Linked DNA regions of Oryctolagus cuniculus: region 1 is linked to region 2. Evidence: chromatin contacts called from public Hi-C data. All regions are on one chromosome and are shown on one strand. The core of a region is the stretch at or near the end of the contact, and the rest is flanking DNA. Distances in the headings are between cores, read along the strand shown. Region 1 has its middle 81 kb from the start of PPP4R2. Region 2 overlaps PDZRN3 (PDZ domain containing ring finger 3).

Region 1 (4,181 bases), core at 922-3,421, 400 kb before region 2:
AATAAATCTTTAAAAAAAGAAAAAAGAACATTCAGATTAAAAATCCTCTCAAGCCCGCAGTCCTGTATGTTCTTGTGTAAGGATTCCTGCTATTCAGAGAACAATTTGGCCTCATTTAAACTTGCTTAGCCTCTCTGTACCATGTTAGTCCAGGAAAATAGACCTTATTCTCTGAAAGAATTGCAGTCAGCCCCAGCTACCTGTTCCTTCTACAGTGTGCTTTCAGTGTGGTATGTTATTTCTTGCCCCATTTTTAAAAAAAGATTTATTTATTTGAATGGCAGAGTTACAGAGAGGCAGAGGCAGAGAAAGAGAGAGAGGTCTTCTATCCACTGGTTCACTCCCTAAATGGCCACAACAGCTGGAGCTGTACTGATCTCAAGCCAGGAGCCAGGAGCTTCCTCTGGGTCTCCCACGTGGATGCAGGGGCACAAGCACTTGGGCCATCTTCCACTGCTTTCCCAGGCCATAGCAGAGAGTATGATCAGAAATGGAGCAGCTGGGACTTGAACTGGCACCCATTTGGGATGCCAGCACTGCAGGCGTAAATCATCTCCTTATCTTTTAATTTCATTTTTCCACATAGTTTCTGGTGTTGTTAGGAAACTGGTGCAGTTTTAGCGCCGCACGGTGGCCGCATGACCCAGCTACCTGAGCCAGGCTCCACCCCCATCCTAATGGGATTCACTGCTTCTGCTTCCCTGCCTGCCCTCAGGCAAAGTTTTTTTTTAAAAGGACCAGTTCCTGAACACGTGCTCTCTTGGCTCCTCCCTCCTGTTCTCTTGGCTCTTCTCTCCTGCGCTCTCTCCTCTCTCTTGGCTTGTCTCTCTACTCTATCTCCTCTCCTCTGTCTCTCTCTCTCTTATACACTCTTTCTCTCTTTTTCCTTTGCCGCCCCTTCACTCTGGTTTGTTGGGTGTTCCCCAATAAACCCTTTCCCTTACTCCGGTGTTCGGTGTGTTTTGCGACGGCTAACATTAATATATAACAGGTGTCCCCTGATCTCGTGGGACAGAGACAGCTGACACCACTCTGACAGACAGGAATTCATGACTCACAGGATCTGTGGGGCCAAGAGGTTGGCTGCTTTTTGGCGCTAAGTTCAGGGGCAGTTTACAGGAACTGGAATGCAAGTGGTAACGGCTATGAGAATGAAATAGGGTAACGAACATCATGTGCTTAACTGTCACGTCCGCAGTGGGAGTCTTTGACACAGACGGACGGGGGGCTGGAACACAGAAGGTTCCAGCAGCCTCCTCTGCTGCTGGGGGTTGACCTCAGTGGCATTCATGGGACTCTGTACTCAACAATCAGAGAAGATGCGTGCGCGTCCGTACCCAGGAGACAGCTACGAAACTGGAGTGCTACCAAGCTACGGGCAAGCAGCAATGCATCTGAAGTCACTGATACCACAGTTGATACCCATCACTCATCAAATGCGCATTCAGCTTGCTCTGGTCCAGGCACTGCTGGAGGCACCCAGGAGACAGGCAGTCAAGCTCCCAAGAATTTAGTAAATACCTAGCGAGTCAGATGGCAGTTACTGGTAGGGAGGCAGGCAGCTGGGGCTGTGCTGTGAGGGAGCTGCCTGGGGAGTGGAGGAGCCAGGACACCGGGACGCGAACCAGGTCCTCTGACATAGGATGTGGCATTCTACGCAGCAACTTGACTTCTGTGCCAAACACTGGCCTCAGTATCGATTTGGGGGCCGATGTTGTGGTGTATCAGGTTAACCCTTGCCTGAGATGCTGGCATCCCCTATGGGCACCAGTTCAAGTCCCGGCTGCTCCACTTCTGATCCAGCTCCTTGCTAATGTGTCTGGGAAAGCAGCAGAAGTGGTGCTTGGGCCTCTGCACCCACATGGGAGACTGGGAAGAAGCTCCGGGCTCTTGGCTTTGGCCGTTGTAGCCATTTGGGGAGTGACCTGGTGGATGGAAGATCTCTCTTTCTGTCTCTCTTCCTCTCTGTAACTGTTTCAAATAAATACATTTTAAAAAATCTGTAGATTTAGATTAAAAAAAAAATCTGCAGCTCCACCCTTCTGCCTGGAGTCTCGCCTTCCTTTCATTCCCAGCCCCGTGAATTTCCGGCGCCATCACCTCTGCCTGGAGCAGCCCTGGGCAGCTCAGACCCAGCCACATAAACAACCCGAACACGCCCCCTCCGCGCCTTCCCTGCCCTCAGGGCACAGCACGTTTGCTTTGAAATCCACAGCAAAGGCTCCAAGGTGTGGTCCCCAAGGCCCCGTTCTTCTGGTCCCTCCCCTCTCCCCGGGAGCAGGCTGGGAGCAGGTGGGTGGAGAGGAAGCTGGGGTGCTGCAGTTTACGTGACGCCCGCCAGGGGGAGCACGCTGCTTGGCTGAGTGCCTGGACCTCGCGGACCGGCGGGGATGGTCTGGTCTGTTGCTGCCAGCCCCTGTGAGGGCAGAACTGTGCACTGTGCCCCGACGCGGCGAGAGGGGTCTTGCTGGGAATTTGGGGATTCAAGTGGAGGCACGTCCAGTAACGCAGACACTAAGTTCTGTGCGTGATGAATCCCTTGGTCCGTCCGTGGGCCGGGTTTGCTGTCACCTTGGCAGAGCCCTAAGTGGCCGTGGATGGAGGCTGCCCTCCCGCCTGCATGAGTGAGCCAGGGCTTGCCTCGGAGGCCCCGCTACCAGTTAGAAGCAGAACTCCGAGAAGGGCTGCCAAGAAGCGACGATCACATTTTGGTCTGATCATATATTCAATGGCCCAAGGAGACCTGAGCGGGCCTGTTCTGGGTAGAATTGTGGCTCTGAGAGCTTCCACGAAGAGCCAAAGGAGGCAGCGGTGTCTGACGAGGCTGGCCCTGAGCGCCAGCTTCCGGCCTCGTGGGCGCTTTATCAGACTCACTGTTTTTAAAAACTTTTCTTTATTTTCATTTTATTTGCAAGGCAGTGAGACAGACAGAGAGACCAAGATCTCTCATTTGCTGGTTCACTGCCCAAATGCCTGCAACAGTCAGGGCTGGGCCAGGCCCAAGCCAAGAGCCGGGCACACTCCGCCCAGGTGTCCCATGTGGGTGGCAGGGGCCCAAGTCCTTGCTGCTGCCTCCTGGGGTGTGCTGGCTGGCAGGGTTGCTCTCCCACGGGGAGCTGGCTGGCCACCGAGGGAGGGAGACTGGAACCAGGCACTCTGAGATGGGATGCAGGCAACTAACTAGTGTCTGTACCGGCTGTGCAGCAAACCTGCCCCCAGGCTCATTCGAAAAACAAAGAAATTGGGGCCGGTGCTGTGGCCTGAAGCGCCGGCATCCCATATGGGAGCCGGTTCTAGTCCCGGCTGCTCCATTTCCAATCCAGTTCTCTGCTATGGCCTGGGAAAGCAGTGGAGGATGGCCCAAGTGCTTGGGCCCCTGCACCCACGTGGGAGACCCAAAGGAAGCTCCTGGATCCTGGTTTCTGCCTGGTCCAGCCCTGGCTGTTGTGTGGCCATTTTGGGGGAGAACCAGTGGATGGAAGATCTCTCTCTCTCTCGCTCTCTCTCTATTTCTGCCTTTCAAATAAATAAATAAACATTTTTTAAAAAGATTTATTTATTTGAAAGAGTTACACATAGAGGCAGACAGAGAGAGGTCTTCCATCTGCTGGCTCACTCCCCAATTGGCGGCAATGGCCGGAGCTGCTCCAATCTGAAGCCAGGAGCCAGGAGCTTCTTCCAGTTCTCCCACGTGAGTGCAGGGGCCCAAGGACTTGGGCCATCCTCCACTGCTTTCCCAGGCCATAGCAGAGAGCTGGATTGCAAGTGGAGCAGCTGGGACTCGAACCAGTGCTCATATGGGATGCTGGAATTGCAGACAGCGGCTTTACCTGCTACACCACAGCGCCGGCCCCTAAATAAATAAATAAATCTTTAAGGACAAAAAAACCAGGCACTGGTTTAGAAGAGCTGTGGTTGCAGGGTGGGCATTTTGGAGCCGGGTCTGTGGGACTCCATTGCTTCCCTTACTGGACAGGGGCTGTGTGCCCAGGGTTCCAGGTGACGGGGTTATGATTCAGAACGAGGAAGATGACATCCCTGTCCTCAGAGACCTCACCGGGAAACCGAATACAAACCAAGGCGCAAGTGAGGGCTGTGCAAAACACACGATCCAGGAGTTTTGACGGACAGCCTGGGGGCAGGCATCCAGGGAAGACGAAATCTTTACAAGGGGTGTCTGG
Region 2 (4,059 bases), core at 1,550-4,049:
ACTGGTGTATTTTAGTGTTGAAATAAAGTTTCCCACAAGAAGGGAACTGTCAGATCTCACATAAGACACTTCTTTCTCCATAAGTTAAGGCAACTGACAAAATAATTGCTTTCTCCACTATTCATCAATTCTATTTAATATTCTTCTTTCTGAATTTTATTCCACTATTGATAGTACTTCTTCATAAGCAAACCTGATTGATCAGAGTTCTGTTTTGGGGTACGTTACGTTCTGAAGCTAACATCATGAAATCAGGCAACCGTAAGAAATAACAGCTGTAGAGCCCGCGGCTCAGTCAAGGATGCTAGGCGGTCAGGTGGAAAGCAGGACTCTCAGGGAGCCAGGTCTTTGTAGAGTTCAGCTGAGTGGTGTGTCACAGAAAAGCTTCGAGTGGGCAACAATACAACCAAACCATAGCCCAGATCTCTTCGGGAGAAAAGAACTATCCTATCCAGTCATGTGGTATCAGAGCGCCACCTTCTGGCCCAGCCATGCCAATGTTTCACACACAACCGCTTTCTACAGAATGGTGATTTTGATCCTGTTTACAGATATGAGAAAAACGAGATTACTGCCATGCCCAAAAGAGACAGCTGCAAAAAAAACCACAGTTGCGGTTCCACATCACACATGAATACCACTGGTCAGAGAATGTTACACTAACACGTCCAGGAGTTTATTTGTTTTAAATGAAGTGAATGTAACTCAGTGATTTCTTGATCTCAAGTTTAAAACTTGAAAATTTTATGATAAAGGCAAAATACCATTAAGAAGAACTTTGGTAATTCATTCTTTTTTATGGAAACTAAATGGGTTTTAGATACTTTGGTTTCCTTTACAAGCAAAATCTTAGACATGTTTTACTGGTTCCTCCAATTTTTTTTTCCTATTAGGTTGCACACCTCTATATAGAAGCAAATGTGTAAGTGATCCTTTATTTCTTTGAAGATTCTACCGAGGTTGTAAATCTGATGTGAGCTCCATTTAAAAGTGACAGGAATGCATAGCCCAAGTCTGACATTACACATGAGCAATTCTTGGTTTTTAAACCTCAAGGAAGTATGATTTCATTCTTTAAATACCAGTTTTCAAAAAAGCAATCTCCTCATTTTAAATCAATTCATTATCCACAACGCTTTATTCAAAATATTACTCCCACTGCTGTCTACTCAGCTTTATCCAATGAACCATGAAAAATCCCTCTTCTGCTTAGTTTGGTAGTTTCTGATTATAGACGCCATCATCTAACGCTTTTCCCCATGCACTCTGCAGAGTCTTAAATGACAGAACACAAGAACATTTCCAAAAATATAACACAGCATTTATTGTGTCTGAATTCAGCTCTCCCAGTGCAACCGGGAGTGTGTCTCGAGAAACTTGGTAAGCTTTGAACTTCGTTGGGGCAGAAAAGGCATCGCAGACCGAAATAAAAACCCTACCCATTAAAGCTTTTACACCAAACTGATACATATATCAAGTTCTGCTCTCTGACACATGGGCAGGAGAGCGAAGGCCTGGACAGATGTGTTTTTGTGCTACTATGTTGGTCGACGGCTTTTGCATCTGAGAGACAATTCAGCGAAACAGAAATCCCGGCTGTGTGCGTCTTTTCCGTGGTGCGCAGGTGTGACGGCAGCTCCTTAAAACTGCAGAGTTGCACAGCGTGTGCCCTATATCCGGTAATCCGTCCTGTCTTCCTCTGTCAGTGGACAGCCACGTTACACTCTTGGCCTTGTGTATGTCTTCTTTCCTGGGTCCCTTCTTCTCCTCCCCAGATGATGCCCCAACGCACTCTGCTGTCCATGTTCATTAACACACAGCGGTAGTTAGCAAGTGGGTGCAACCAATGATCTCGCACAAGATTTACATGTGAATGAACTCACTGAGAATGGTCATGAATCGAAGGGTTAAAGAAAGGAAACATATTCTTTGGGACACATAAAGGTGCCATTCAGGAAGAAGAAATTTGTTTGGACTCTGTCCCCCGCAGCCATGGGAACCACCTGTGCAAATACGGGGCTCCGTCAGATGACAAGTGGGTTTTTATGGTACCAGGAAGATTGTCATCTCCATGACAACCTCTCTGGTTCTAAACAGCGAATGTTATTTTTCTGGAGTCAACATCTCAGCCACACCGGTGGACTCAACCCGGGCCTGCCATGCATCTGGCCAGCCTGTCTCGAATCAGCCTTGGTGAACTGCACTACTCCTGCCAAGTCAGAATCGGCTGATGACTGCAGGGCTGACGCACTTTGTAATGACTCCATCTTCTGCGTGCTGCATTTTCAAGAAATGAAGTAATGGTCTGACTCAACAACTCACCAGGAGCTACAAACCACTCTTCCCACTCCGCAGTATACCGCTTCGTCTGACAAAGGCCTTACACCCCCAGGAGTCACTGGGCCAATGCAGATGCATACAAACGGAGCTGTTTTCAAATCATTTAAGAGCGAGTGTAAAATTCAATTTTTCATGATATTAGTTAGCAATGTGATTGATGGACACATGGGCAAATGCACAAAAGGGCTTCCTGGGAAATTCTCTCAAAATTAAGAATGGAAAGAAGCAAAGCAAGCATGTCCTTCTAGGAATGTGCTTGTGATTTGAAAAGGCTACTTCTTGCAGCAACTCCAACAAGTGCTCCCGGCTCTTTGGAAATGATATTCTATCACGTTTTTGATTTAAAGCCAAATCCCATTCCTATTCTAGGATAGCCTGGCACTCCGGGGAGGCGCTTCGGGAATGTAAGAGTATGAGGTTACGGCGCTGAAGGCAGAGGTTTTGTTTTTGCAATTAAGAGCTCAGCTGTCCTCCTGTACACAGGTGCCGCTTTATGTAAGCGGTTTCCTCACACAATCCTTTGGGCACTTTAGATGGGAAGCACCCCTGACACAACCCCTCCAACAACCTGAGTCCCTTGGAGTCTCAGGCTGGGATTCAGAATTCAAGGCGCAGCATTTAGCTCATGCAACTTTCTTCACGATGCTAAGTTTGCTGCGGTAGCAATGGAACCGGACTACAATATACTTGGTAGAAATAATGATGCCAAGAATAAACTCCCAGACAGAAATCACAGAATACCAGTCAACCAAATTAGGAAAAAAAAGATACTGTATTTCACAAGTCAGAAAACCAGGATTTTCAAGCAGCCTATCTTGTGAAAAATGCTAGGAAACATAGTATTCATTATTATTGAATATAAATGTTGTTAAATACCTGTATTAAATAAATGTTATTTCCATGATCAGAAGCTTATTGAGTATCAGAAGGGAATATATTTTCAAACTGTGTAAGTCTATATGTAGTTTTTTTTCCCCAAAGAAACCTTTTATTGAACAAGTACAAGTTTCATAAGTATAACTTTAGGAATATAGTGATTCTTCCTACCATACCCACCCTCCCACCCCGACTCCCACCCCATCTCCTCCTCCCTCTCCCAGTCCCACTCCCATTCTCCATTAAGATTCATTTTCAATTAACTTTATATACAAAAGACCAGCTCTATACTAAATAAAGATTTCAACAATTTGCACACACACACACACACACACACAACTGTTTTACAGTTAATTCTCATAATACAACTCATTGAGGACAGAAGTCCTGCATGGGAAGTAAGTGCACAGTGACTTCTGTTGTTAATTCAACAATCAACATTCTTATATGTGACAGCAGTGACTACCCGAGGCTCTTGACATGAGCTGCCAAAGCTGTGGAAGCCTTTTGAATTCATAATCTCTGTCCATATTTAGACAAGGCCATAAGCAAAGTGGAAGGTCTCTCCTCCCTTCAGAGAAAAGTAGAATGTCTTGAAATATGGTATTGTGATGACTCTTTGTTTTTGTTGTATAAGATTGCTTTAGCTATTTGAGGTCTCCTGTGTTTCTATATGAATTTCAACATCATTTTTTCTAGATCTGAGAAAATGTCTTTGGTATTTTTATTGGTATTACATTGAATCTGTAATCCAAAAATGAACACGGATGATTTTTCCATTTGTTGGTATCTTCTGTTTATTTATTTATTGTTTTATAATTCTCATTGTAGAGATCTTTGATA

Evidence for each region. Hi-C and Micro-C count contacts between places; a contact is called where the count stands out from the background.
Region 1: a Hi-C map of psoas muscle shows a contact between it and region 2, with 16 times the contacts expected there. The contact joins two enhancer-like sites. A contact is called at or near these places in 3 of 6 Hi-C or Micro-C datasets (ear pinna, psoas muscle and an unstated tissue).

Annotation. Positions count from the first base shown.
Region 1 is chr10:76,165,116-76,169,296 of mOryCun1.1, reverse strand. No RefSeq gene overlaps it. Among named protein-coding and RNA genes, the nearest start is that of PPP4R2, 81 kb to the left of the region's middle. Within about 2 kb of position 2,171, at least 1 of the 8 cell types and tissues checked has an H3K27ac peak or open chromatin away from gene starts, as enhancers often do.
Region 2 is chr10:75,768,676-75,772,734 of mOryCun1.1, reverse strand. The region is part of intron 3 of PDZRN3 (PDZ domain containing ring finger 3); the gene reads right to left. Among named protein-coding and RNA genes, the nearest start is that of PDZRN3, 130 kb to the right of the region's middle. Within about 2 kb of position 2,799, at least 1 of the 8 cell types and tissues checked has an H3K27ac peak or open chromatin away from gene starts, as enhancers often do.